Regions from separate parts of the Sus scrofa genome. Here regions 2 and 3 are each linked to region 1. Evidence: chromatin contacts called from public promoter capture Hi-C data. All regions are on one chromosome and are shown on one strand. Each heading gives the region's core, a stretch centred on a gene start, on an enhancer-like site or on the middle of the called end of the contact. The rest is flanking DNA. Distances are from core to core; before and after follow the strand shown. Region 1 holds the start of NET1 (neuroepithelial cell-transforming gene 1 protein). Region 2 holds the start of LOC100738684 (malignant T-cell-amplified sequence 1). Region 3 holds the start of ANKRD16 (ankyrin repeat domain-containing protein 16).

The links. Promoter capture Hi-C pulls out the DNA fragments that hold promoters and counts their contacts.
Region 2: a promoter capture Hi-C map of fetal skeletal muscle shows a contact between it and region 1, with 7 times the contacts expected there. The contact joins the promoter of LOC100738684 here to the promoter of NET1 in region 1. A contact is called at or near these places in 3 of 5 promoter capture datasets (fetal skeletal muscle and liver), 1 of 47 Hi-C or Micro-C datasets (embryonic fibroblasts) and 1 of 2 datasets of contacts at active chromatin or transcription factors (alveolar macrophages).
Region 3: a contact with region 1 is called in a promoter capture Hi-C map of liver, with 3 times the contacts expected there. The contact joins the promoter of ANKRD16 here to the promoter of NET1 in region 1. A contact is called at or near these places in 1 of 5 promoter capture datasets (liver) and 5 of 47 Hi-C or Micro-C datasets (embryonic fibroblasts, fetal skeletal muscle, mesenteric adipose tissue and 2 more).

Annotation. Positions count from the first base shown.
Region 1 is chr10:65,436,231-65,440,480 of Sscrofa11.1, reverse strand. It overlaps NET1 (neuroepithelial cell-transforming gene 1 protein), which reads left to right and starts at 2,135. Exons shown (of 11, transcript XM_003130825.6): 1 at 2,135-2,345. The coding sequence starts at 2,253.
Region 2 is chr10:65,702,091-65,706,463 of Sscrofa11.1, reverse strand. LOC100738684 (malignant T-cell-amplified sequence 1) reads right to left here and starts at 1,543. Exons shown (of 1, transcript XM_003482845.3): 1 at 730-1,543. The coding sequence starts at 1,419. The coding sequence ends at 874. It also overlaps a transcript of AKR1E2 not described here.
Region 3 is chr10:65,106,857-65,111,225 of Sscrofa11.1, reverse strand. It overlaps ANKRD16 (ankyrin repeat domain-containing protein 16), which reads right to left and starts at 2,183. Exons shown (of 7, transcript XM_005668213.3): 1 at 1,781-2,183. The coding sequence starts at 2,100. FBXO18 (F-box DNA helicase 1) reads left to right here and starts at 2,251. Exons shown (of 20, transcript XM_021065040.1): 1 at 2,251-2,479.

The DNA of each region.
Region 1 (4,250 bases), core at 886-3,385:
TACAGTTGTCTAAATTATATTTAGGCCACAAACCTGAACACCTAAAATGAAACTAAGGTTTTAGGTTTGGTGAGCTAGGATTTCTGTTCTGGGACTGTAGCCACTAGATCCTCCTTGGCTCCTGTAGGCTTTCTGCTTTTACTTGTAAGATTTTTCTACCTGTGCCCCTTGGATCCTTAATGAAGTAAAAGTGAAAGATACCCTTTCTCCTCCTGGCCTTGGCCTTACCTGTATCAGAACTAAATAGAAAAACAGTTTGAGAGACCCATGAGAACACCCTAGCAACTTCTTACCTAACTGCTACTCTGCCTCAGTCCTTTATTCCCTATGAAACTAAGTAGCTGTAAAGTATTGGCCTTACTCACAACTATTTTTTAACTGTTGAAACTAACTGAACCAGACTTCTGGCTTCTTGTAAGCTCTAGGGCTCAGGCAGATCAATGTTCTTACCTGTTAAATTAGGGCACTAGATTCTGTGATGTCTAAGGTACTTCCACTTTAATGCTATATAGAATAGAACTGTCTACAAGAAACAGCCACTCTTAAGGCTAGCTGCACCACACGTTTGCCCAGGTGTGACCTGGTAATAAAGAAGAGATGAAGTATAATCACCATTACTTTTTCAAAAATTTCTCTTTAATTTTTTTCTTCCATTATAGCCGGTGTACAGTGTTCTGTCAGTTTTCTACTGTACAGCATGGTGACCCAGTTACACATACACGTATAGATTCTTTTTTCTCACATTATCATGCTCCATCATAAGTGACGAGATATAGTTCCCAGTGCCAGAGAGCAGGATCTCATTGCTTATCCATTCCAAAGGCAATAGTTTGCATCTATTAACCCCAAATTCCTAGTCCATCCCACTCCCTCCCCCTCCCCCTCGGCAACCACAAGTCTGTTCTCCATGTCCATGATTTTTTTTTCTGTGGAAAGGCTCATTGTGCCATTTATTAGATTTCACATATCATATGGTATCATATCATATAGTATTTGTCTTTCTGACTTAATATGGGAGTCTCTAGTTCCATCCATGCTGCTGCTAATGGCATTATTTTGTTCTTTTTCGTGGCTGAGTAGTATTCCATTGTGTATATATACCACATCTTCCGAACCCATACATCTGTCAGTGGACCCTTAGGGTTGTTTCCATGTCTTGGCTATTGTGATTTTCAAAAATTGCAAAATAGAAAGTCAGATTATTAATATCATCCTGAATGCATCCTAAACACTGGTGTTTATAGAAGGATAGCATTGGTCCTTCCTGCAAGAAGTAACACTGTGCTGCAAACTTCAGTAAATTGTTTTTTATACATTATTTGTCCTTATAGTCTCTGACCACTATTATTCTGTAGTATTTACTCTTCAACCTGTTATATATTTTTAGGGAAGAAATCATCTTTTATGTATTTCTTATTAAAAAATCTCTTACACAGGTATCATGTTTTTTACGTATATAGAAGAAATATCTATATTCTGTAAGTGTAAGAAACACTGAACTTTAAAATTCGAGGTAGTTCAATTATACTGCTGCCCATAGCCCCACAGAAGACTTACTTTAGGAAGAGAGGGAACTGAAGCCTGCCTACTGTGCTTACTCTGTTGGTCTTGAGAACGGTGAGAACCAGTTTGTAAAGGCTTGGATAATCTCACAATTGTGAAAATGTTTGCACTTAAGTAAGATAAAAGCAAGGTCCCTGGATAATTAGGCTTTTCTTTAGTGTATACGTTATTTAACTCTGACTTACGATTTTCTTAAAGTTGTCAAGGTGTCCGTACTAAACTACTCTCTAGGTACTCAGGTTTTATAGAAAAAGGATCCTTGTCTGCAACTAAGTCCTAAGGAGGGCAAGCAACCTCGATAAGCAATCGGCTGGTCTCTGGAAAGGCTTTTTGCATCAGGAAAAGCCTCCCATTAACCCAGTTTCCCTTCCCCTCTGGGCTCACCCTGCCAATTCCCAACCCTTGGATTCAGAGCTTTCTCTCTCCCTCGCAGCGAGCCAGCCAGAGGCCTAGGTGTGCCGGGCTGTCAGTTAGCAGTCACGTGGCCTCAGGTGCCGCCCCCGGAGCCGGCGCCCGGCCCCGCCCACGGAGCCTGGAGGGCTGCGGGATCCTCGGCCGCCCGCAGAAGCCGCGCCGCCGGGGAGGCGGGCAAATGGCTGCCTGGGACGGCTGAGCGCCCACGGGAGCGGGGGGCGTCCTGCAGGGCCGACTCGGCGGGCTCAGTCCGAGGGCTGCCGGGGACGGGAAGCATGGTGGCGCATGACGAGGTCGGGGGTCTCCTGCCTATTAAGAGGACTATACGAGTCCTGGATGTTAACAGTCAGTCCTTCCGGGAGCAAGAGGTAAGGCTGCAGAGCAAAGCCGAAGGCGTGCCCTCTAGGTCCCTGGGACCGGGACGGCTTTGACCCGCTATGACAGTAGAATTTTAAACGTAACCTTGGATCGTACCGAATATTGCAGTGTATGACCTCGATTTACAGGCGGGTTTGAAATGTGTTTCGGGACTATGCTACAGATTAAATTTATACATAGCATAGCTTGAGTGTACACAAACTTTTACACAGAGGAAAGATTTTAAATATATATGCTGTTCAATTTGGTTAGATTTCTGTTGCTTATTACAGCTGTTTATTTGGGTTGCGGGGGTGGGTTGTTTGCTTGAGCTGCATTTATGTGTATTACCTGTTAAGTCTTAGGAGCTGCCTTGTGGAGTAAGAGGAAAATAAGAAACCCTCCCTTGCAAGTGCATGCTAGCGAACAAAAAGCCCTCCGACCTGGTGTTCACTTTTAATTTTCTTTCCACATCTAATAAATTCCTCATGTGAGACTTTTGTTCTTCAGAAAGAAAACCATGTTAAAGTATTTAAGCCAGTGAGTCATTATTCAGACACTCCTGCCTTCCTTCCTTCAAGTACCTGAAGCCATTATACTTTTTTAAAGTCTTTATGAACCTTTACCAAAATAAGTGGCGTTTATGCCATTTTATTTACTTCTGATTGTCGATGCGGGACTCTGGGCATTGTTTCTGCAGTGCACCACGGTAGATGTCGGTGGTGTACACTGTCTTGGTGCTTGGTAAGGGCAGTGTATCCTCCGTCTTGGTAGAGCCCTGCGTCGCGCACACACCTTTTGGTCGTTAAACTAGCTGCCATCTTTAGAAGGTAGGCTTTCATTTGGTGTGATTTGGCTTGGGTTTTGTTTTTGTGTGTGTTTGGCCTTGGCTTTTGTGTATGTGTTTCAGTTTTCTCAGAAGTGGTCATGGGTGTAAATACTAAAACAGATCATTTTCTGCACCATCAAGAATTAGTCTTTTTGTTTGGTATCAGACACTGGCCATGCTTCTGGCATACCTTTATTCAAAGATTAAAAACACTAGGAGTGTTCCCGGGTTTTTAGCAACACAGCCTTAAATAAACAATTAAATTTGACTTTTTCTTTTTTTGACAACATTAGGAGAAAAAACCTTTTTTACAAAAAACCTGGGTTCTCAATAGAATTTTCCCAAGATCTTTTAAGTATGAAATCTGACTGCAACTAGATTAGTAAAATAAATAGATTGATTAAAAATTTGGTCTCAAGGCAGACCCTATAACAATGCATGTGATTGCCTACTAGTTTAAACTAGATAGGCTGGTTAAAAGCTAACCTAAATAAACAACATGAATTTATATTAGAGGGTGTTGGGGTTTTTTCCCCTGTCTAAGTGAACCTTAGCCCTGGTGAAAGGTTGCCTTCAGTAGAAAGTTCCTTGAGCATGTAAACTTGTTGGTGTTCTTTCTCTCTTCCCGTCGATTTTCAGATTCTCTTTTGAGGAGCGCAGTTTCAGTTATCTGTGCTCATTCTTGAAGCTTCTTGTAGCCACCATGATGCTGTTCACGGTCTCCATAACCAAACCCTATGTCCACCTTATTTGGGGGTGACGAAAATGTAGAAGGCCCCTTACCCCCTTCATCACCTCCAAACCCTGTCCCTGCTCCTGTGTCTGCCGAAGGGCAGATGCAGGTGGACCCCACTTCTCGAAACACTTGGTCTTCAAAATATGTTTAGGTTCTTAATTCCCAAACCAAGATAACTAAAATGGCTCATCTAGACCCACCTCTAAAGAAAAACTGCTTCTGGTTGTAGCCAGCGTGCGCCAAATTCTAATCTATTGAGAGACAATTTTTGTCCCTGTCTTACAGGTGGCCCATGAATGCCTAGTTCATATCACTTTTCCACAAATGTTGGCCATATGATATTTGTTTCAA
Region 2 (4,373 bases), core at 294-2,793, 270 kb before region 1:
GCTGTGGTGTAGGCTGGTGGCTACAGCTCTGATTAGACCCCCTAGCCTGGGAACCTCCATATGCTGAGGGAGCAGCCCTAAAAAGACAATAATAATAATAATAATAATAATAATAATAAAGTAGGGAGACTTGCTCCCCAAGCATCTTTCTATTAGCAGCCCCTGGTAACACAAGTCACACATCCATCTAAAAATGACTCAAAACCATGGGTTTCTCATTTTCCATGGGTTCCTAAATAGAGAAGATCCTGCTTGGCCTTAGGCCCCTGCCCCGCTGTAAAGGAATCAGAAAGAGACCACATTGAGAGGCCTGGACCAAGCAGCACTTTCCAGTCATGAAGCAAAGGGGCGGACAGAATTCTGCAGGCAAGTCGGGAGCAGGCTGTGTTTGTTGGGTGGACAACCGGTCATGCCTGCTGTACACTCTTTACTGGTTTGGTTTCTAGCACTCATCCCTTAAACGGTCGTAGAGAGTCGTTTGGGGCTCTCTCCACTCATTTTCTTCTCAACGTTTCACTCACAACTCAGGTCTGTTTAACTAAGTGCACGCTCCTGACGTTGAAATGTTTTTCTACGATACTTTACCTGCTTGAAAGGATAGCTGTTTAGACAAGACAGTCCATCTCAACTGGTCACCCCTCCGTAAACACACACACAGAAACCCAGAGGCATACACACTCACACAGGCACACACACACACACACCGTGACACAGACACAGACACAAGGATTCGTTCCAAAGCTTTACTCCCGCCCTCTTCTTTAGCGTCTGTGGAACTGCTAACCCGAGGTGCTGTCTTCGCGCCACCGCACAGACACAAACACAGCGCCCGCACGAGGTCCACGTGGAGCGCAGGCGCACTTCTCCCGAGGCTCACTTGTACGTCTTCATGTGCCACAGCCCGTCATTTAAATAGTGGATGTTCTCAATCCCGATTCCCTTGTTGACCTTCTCGATTTCTTCCGCGGACATCTTCATGACTCCGACACACAGGGCGTGCTGCTTTCCTTCGGCCATGATCGCCACCACCGTATCCGCGGCGGCGGGGTAGAGCTTGGCCCCGGGAGAGGTCAAGCCTGGACACATGATGTTGGCCCCGCTGAGCACGAACTTGATGGCTCCCTTATCGACCTGCTGGCGGGGCAGGATGAAGGGGTATTTGTGGAGCAGCCTCAGCGTCGGATAAAAGGGCCCTTCTCTTTGTCTGAAAAACAGTAACTCTCCGTTCACCGTGAGGATCTCTATGTGCTCGTGGCACCGCACTATTTTCACCGGATCCTTCTTGGGCATGATTTGATTCAGCCACGGCTCGATACCTGGGAACTGCTCTATCAGCTGGTTCTTAATACCCTTAATGACGGAAGTTTTCAACTGGATGCAGTTGGACACATTCTCTTTCTCATCGAACTTCTTGAACATGATCCAAGGTGAAAAAGGCGACGCTCGGGGAGAAAAACGAAGTACCGACACCGGCGGAGACGCTCACGGCAGACGGCCGGCAGGGACGGTCCGGGCGGCTGTCGTGCGCGGCTGTCGTCCACCGGAAGAGGCTGCGCTTTACGGCTCCCGTGAAATCCACTTCCGCCCTGGGGACCCGGCGGCGCGCCTGCGGGCCGTTAGGGGTCGGCCGACCCCCGTGCGCAGCGGGCAGATGAAGGGGTGGGACTCGAGGAGGACGCCGAGAGGGAGCCGTGGTTCTTGCGGCGGGAAGGGCAGCGTGGAGGGGGCCGGACTTTCATTGTGGGGGAGTCGAACCGCCCTCCGTCCATGTACCCACGCCCGAGACCTGGGGGCGAGTCTCCACGGATGAGCCCTCCTCCTCCGCGCGGTCACTGCCAGGAGTCGAGGCCGGTTCGTTCCTCGTCCACGGTCTCTCACGCCCTCTGAGGTTACCGACCTGTTTGGTGCAGGTTGGTAAACTTGCAAACGCTTGCTGCCTGTCACCTGCCGAATTCGGCCCTCCTGCCCGGGAGAGGAGAGGCTTCGTGGCCAGGAGGCGTGCACATGTTGTGGGATTTCAGTCCTTTAAAAGATACCCAAACTCACTTTATGGCCTGGAAGACGGGCTCTTGGTGAATGCAAGTGCTCCTGAAAAGAATGGGCAGCCTGCTTTGTTTGGGTCCAGGGTTTTTCTGTTCTTAACTGATTATCCGTGCACTCGTTCTGTGCAGTTACTGAGCAGCATATTGAAATCTCCGTGACTGTGCATTTCTTTCCCTTTTCAGTTCTACCAGCTTTGGATTCTTTTTTTGGCCTTGCCTGGGGCGTCCGGAAGTTCCCTAGCCAGGGATCAGAACCTGTGCCCAGCAGTGACAACAATTATATATATTTTCCTTTTTCTTTTTCGGCCTCATCCGTTGCAGATGGAAGTTCCTGAGCCAGGGTTGGAATGAATTTGAGCCGCAGCTGCTGGTGCACCACAGCGCGAACTCTGAGTCGACCATCTTAATGAGGCAGTGTGGTCGGGTGGTTCTGCGTGCTGACCCTACAGCCCGGGAATGACTGCTGCTCCATCACTTACTAGACTGAAATCGTGGGAGTTAGTGAGCTTAATCTGTGTCTTAGTTTATTCATCATGAGTGTGTGGTTAACAAGAATACCCATCTCCTGTGGGTTGGGGTGAGAATTGCTTGAATTAATACTTGTAACAAATAGGTTTTAAATATTTGTCATAGCTGTTATTATTACATTAACATCTAAAGAGTTACATGAATATTTTAATACACTCTTTGCATAGGCCACAGTACTGCTGGCCCCACGTATGAGCTGAGTCTGTGTTTTGCCTCCAAATCCTATGATGAGTCACATTTCCAGACATTCTGGTTATTTTATAAGCAGCTAACCTTCTCCATTATATATGGATTTTATGTATTTATCTCTTATAGGCTATTTGTCTATCCTTTGTTATTGAGGGTTGTCCCCTTGTTTCTATGTGTGGAGTTATACACAGGAGCAGCATAAAGCAGATATAGAAATTCAGGGGAGAAATAGGCATTACTGACCTGTCTGTAGATGCCTGACAGCTGAATCAGAAATGATCTGACCTAGACCTGCCTGCTATGAAGAATGCCCAAGGGATTTTTTTAAGTGAAGCTGTTTTAGGCAAAGGACCCTGAAAAAGTTTAGCCTGGAGTTCTATAGCAACGAAAAATCTGTTTGAAGCTAATTATTCTTACCTGAAATCATGCTCTTAATTCTGTACCTTGTGACCCTTCCTCAGGTTGTACTTTTTCTTAGCCCCCAAGCATCTGTTTGCTGTCCACCTTGAAAAGGGACAGGGAGTGCTAGTTTTCCTTCTAAATTCTTTAGTTAAAAAAATGAAAAAAAACAGAGTTCCTGCTGTGGCGCCGTGGGTTAAGAATCCAACCGCAGTGGCTCGGGTCACTGTGGAGATCGGGGTTTGATCTCCGCCTGGCACAGTGTGTCAAAGGATCCTGTGTTGCCCACAGCTGTGCTTCAGAGTCCGTCCCTGGCCCAGGAACTTCCATATGCCACCGGTGCAGCCATAAAGTTAAAAAGAAAAGAAAAACCTCTTTGTAGACCTGCTCTGAAATCATAGGGCCTCGTTCTTAAACTTTACAGAAGAACCTAGGTCTTTGAGGCTGGCATGCATTAGCAAATGAAAAAATATGATACACAGGTGTTGCTTTAAACACACTAGTATGTTAAAACATTACCACATATTCTGATTAAATAAAGTGAATTAAAAATTAATTAACGTTATGGGTTTTTAAGAGAAGAAGGGACATTATGGCACAAAACTCAGCTTTTCTGGCCTGGGGAGTACTACCTCCTAAGTTTTATCAGCCCCCTAATACCACTTTATTTCCCCATGAAATCGGAATAATACACTGTATACTTCACAAGTTGTATTGGGTAGTTATAAGGAGTAAAAAATATAGTATATAAAGGACTTACCTAACAGTTGGAAACAGGGTAAGTATACTTTAGACTGATAATTTGCAAAGTACCCCTTATTCAGTAGTTAAAAGATCTAAGATTATTCTATATATGTAAAAATTTTACAGAAAATTACCATAGCTTTGGATAATTCACTAAATCAAATAGTCAAGAGATTCTGGAATTCAATTTTATGTCAGTAATGTCAAGGGAACGTGTAATCGAGACATGATTGTGTTACAAAAATGAAAAAGCCAACTGAGAACGACTCTCAGGTTTCTCAAATCTCCAAATTGCCAGTGTAATTCCCATACCTGGGTTATTTTAATAGTTTCAGAGAGTTGGCCTTAATACAGCTTTGTCTGCATTTTAGGAGATGACCACCAGAGGGCAGGATACCCCAACTATGAAGTCTATGTGCAGTCACCAAAATTGAAGCTCTGTATTAGAAGGAATATTCTCAACTAATAGGT
Region 3 (4,369 bases), core at 934-3,433, 330 kb after region 1:
AGCAGGAAAACAGCCTTGGCTGGCAGCTTCTCTGCTGGCCGCGAGGACCCTGGAGAGGTAACAAGGGGAGAAAGATCCTGATGTCAGTGCACCTCCAGGAGGGGAAAGGCGAGAGCGAGGAGGCAAAGCTGCTTCTAAATGAGGTTGGTTTTTTTTGTTTGTTTGTTTTTTGTTTTTTTTTTTTTTGTCTTTTTACGGCCACACCAGCAGCATATGGAGGCTCCCAGGCTAGGGGTCTAATTGGAGCAACAGCTGCCGGCTTATACCACGGCCACAGCAACACAGGGTCCGAGCCGTGTCTGTGACCTACACCACAGCTCCTAGCAACGCTGGATCCTCAACCCACTGAACGAGGCCAGGGATTGAACCTGTGTCCTCATGGATGCGAGTCAGATCATTTCCTCTAAGCCATGACGGGAACTCCTGAACTAGGTTTTTTAAAGGAAGATTTTCTTTTTGGTCTTTTTAGGGCCTTATCTGAGGCATATGGAAGTTCTCAGGCTAGGATTCATTATCCCTGAGCCACAATGGGAACTCCCCGAAGATTTATTTCCCACAGCATGTGGAAGTTCCTGGGCCAGCAAGGTAAGAGTGGGCAAACATGTCTGTGACTGCACTTCCGAAATGCAAAATCGAATGAAACTTGCCTTTTTTTTTTCCGCTTTTAGGGTTGTACCTGCGGCACATGGAAGTTCCCAGGCTAGGGGTCCAATCGGAGCTGCAGCTGCCGGCCAATACCCAACGACCAAGCCCAGGGATCGAACCCAGTAACTCATGGTTACTGGGTGGGTTGGTTACCGCTGAGCTGTGATGGGAACTCCTGAAACTTGCCCTCTGAATGGTTGTATGGGGAGACGGTTTCCTTACCCACAGAACTGATCTGAGAAGTCTAAGAGGTAATGTGCCTCCACTCTTGAGACCAATTCACTAGCAGCTCAAGAAAATCAGTCTTGGGCTTCGTCGCAGCCAAAGAGCAAACCTCCAAACATCCCAGGCCTCTCCCCTCACCAGTGGGCAAGGTGCCCTTTATTTAGCCATATGGCTGTCTGATGTTTCTTGTTTACATCAGAGCAGGAATCCCTTGAGGGCAGGAGCTTCACATGTTTGAATCATCAGATGTTCATAACCTCTAAGGGGCTAGACCGACCCAGTGAGTACTGAAAACAGTGTGGATCTAACACAACACGACTGCTTGGTGCGATGGTTACTCTCACGGCTGTGAGGTGGTCATGCCAGGCTACACATGTGATAAAAATCAGAGCACCACACGTGCTCCAGTGTAAGGATAACTGATGAACTCTGAGGAAGTCCAGGGATTGTAGCAATGTCACTTTCTTCCTTTTGTTTTCCTGCTGTGGCTCTAAGATGTGAACTTTGGGGGAAGCTGGGGGAAGGGAGCATGGGACTTCCAGAAGCTTTCTTTGCAACTTTCTGTGAACTACAAATTTCAAAATAAAAAAAAAAATGTCATCGGTGAAGTCATCATTTAGCTAAATGTTCCCAGAAGAACATCGCATCCTGGGGCTCATGCGATCTACACGCGGGACAAACAATTCGTAGACTGACTGTCTCTACCTGTTCATCTGTACTGTCCTGTGCTTTGCAACGGGAGGCAGTTTGGAACAGAAGACTGCAACAGTCCCCACAAGGGCAGCGACAAGGTTCGCTGTAGGTCATTCTTCTCTATAGGGGAAGGTTGAGGAACTACAGTGTGGACGGAGTGGGAATTCACGATCCTGCAGGGAAGGGTGCGGGTCTCTCCGAAAGTCCCGCCACCTACCAGTCGGCCTTCTTCAGGCAGTCGACCGCTGCTCCCCGGCCCAGCAGGTATCGCACGCAGTCCCGGTGGCCCATGGAGGCCGCCTCGTGCAGCGGCCGCTTGTAGTCTCGGTTGGTGGCTTCGATGTCCATGTCCCAAGCCTCGACCAGATAGGTCAGGACGTCCAGGTGGCCGTGGCGCGCGGCGCAGTGCAGGAGGGTGTCCCCAGCCGGCCCCGCGCAGTCGGCGCGGCCTGCTGCCCGCAGCTCCTCCCGCAGGGCGCACAGCTGGCCTTCGTGCACCAGCCGGTACAACCGCCGCGGGTCCACAGACGCCGCCATGGCCCGAGATCCTCTACGGGCCGGGACGGCCCGGAGGACCCTCCTCCAGCCCCGCCCCTCCCCGGGACACTCTTCCGGATGCCCCGCCCTCGCCCCGGGGCCCCTCCCCCGGCCCCGCCCAGATCCCGGCCCCCTCCCCGGCCTGGCCCGCCCCCGGGACGCTGCCTCCCACGGACCACGCGTGCGGGCTCGCGCGAACGCACGCTCGGAGCCTGCCGCACGCCCTGGTTTCGCCCCGGAGCAAAACGCTAGGTAGTGGCGGCAGCGTCTGCCGGGAGGGACGCCCGCCCTGAGCCCGAGTTCACCCCGCCGCCGGGAGACCGGAGAGGCCTGCGCGGAGGCCGCACCAATGTGGGTCCCGAAAGCGGGGCAGGCCGGGGTAGGTTCTAAGCGTCTGAGTGCGGACGCCGCCGCCAGTCGGGATCACCTGGCAGCGCGGGCCCCCGGGGGACGGGGTGGAGCCCGCACGTTCCCGCCCCCAGCCCCGCTCCGCCCACAGTCCCGCCCCGCCCGACGCGGCCCTTCCGCGGGTCCCGGAGCTCAGAGGAACTCTGGGAAAGTTTCCACTCGTTTCTTCCGCCCTAGAGGAAGCACGGACGGGGCGGGGCCCGCTTGCGGTAGCCGCCCCTATTGCAAGTGCGCGTTCCGATTGGTCGCTGGGGCAGTCTGTCAGCGCGCCCCTTCCGCACACGCGTTTCGATTGGTCCGGAGCACAGTCCGTCAGCGCCGGCGGCGGGCTCTTCGCGGGGCTGCGGCGGGGGCGGAGCTGGCGGAGGAAGTCCGCGGCCTGCTCGGGCTCGCGCTGCCCGGGGGACGCTGAGACTGGGACGCCTGGGGGGCTCTGGCCCGGCGGCGGCGGCAGGAGCCCCGTTGCAGAGCGCCATAGTGCGTGAGGCCGCCGACGTGGCAGGGTGCGCGGGTGGGGCCAAGCCGTGTGGACGCTGAACCTTTGGGGGTCCTTAGCGGGGTCTGGCCTTGGGGCATGGAGCTGCCCGCGGGGGGCGTGGAGGGGCGCGGGCAGACTGCCGGTGAGGTGCAGGGGCGCAGTGGGGCGCGCACGCGGGGGAGGTCCAGGGGCTCACGGGACGCAGGGGTGCGGCGCTGCTCGGGGCTGTGGGAGTCACGGGGGACGTGGCCTCCGCTGCTGGCCAGCTAGCATTTCCTTTCCTTCTGCGTTGCTGTTTTGACCTTGGGCGAGTCATTTTATTGTATCCTTTTGCTTCCTTTTTTTTTGCAGTCTTCCTTTCCCCTTACCTGAACATTGAGAAAATTAAGGCGATGTGAAAGGGCCTTGAGCTGGTGGAGGGTACATTAAGATCTGAGCCTGCTGTGTGGGTTGATGGGAGAGCTGAGGGTAGCTGTTGAGTTTTTACCTGATCTTACTGGGTGCTAGTCATTCAACCCTCCGGGTGTTTTCAGTTGCTTTGGAGATAAAATGGGAGCAGCTACTATTTGCCAGGCCTGGAAACAATTATGCTTCACGTATGGTATTGCACTCTGGTTTACAAAGCACTTTACATTAATCACCCAGTTCACAAACAACCCTATAAGGCACCATGATTGGGGGGGGGGGGTAGCTGCGGCAGCGAAGCCTAAACAGGTTAAAGAGGTTAGCTTTTTCCCAGAGGTGGTATAAAGAAAGGCCTCTGGAAGGAAAGATGGTAGCACCCAGTGAGTGTCTGCTGGTGCGTGGTGCGCTGCTCAAGAGAGAAAAAAGACCTCTGGTACGAAAACAACCCCGTTTTACTAAAGAGCAGGTTGCGTTTGAATTTGGTGGACTGAATAATATGGATAGTTATGGAGACAGGACCAGGTCCAGTATCAGCTTTGCCAAAGTTGCTGTTCCATTGTATCTTGCCGCTTCAAAAACAGGAAGGCAGAAAAGTGCTTTGAACTGCATCAAGTTTTAGGACAGGCCAAGCATTGTTCTTAACTGCAGTTGTCTGTGTTGGTGCAAATGGAGGTTGAGGTATATGGTAGTTTCGCAATTGTTGCTGCTCAACACCCCACCCCCCACTTGCTAATGACCCTGGTATCTCTTCCCTTATGCCTCTAGTTTCCTTAAGCTTATTTATTTTTCTGTCTTTTTAGGGCCACATCCACGACATATGGACACTTCCAGGCTAGGGGTCTAATCGGAGCTACAGCTTTTGGCCTACATCACAGCTATGGCCATACCAGATCCAAGCCGAATCTGCAACTTATACCACAGTTCACAGCAACGCCAGATCCTTAACCCACTGAGTGAGGCCAAGGATTGAACCCGCAA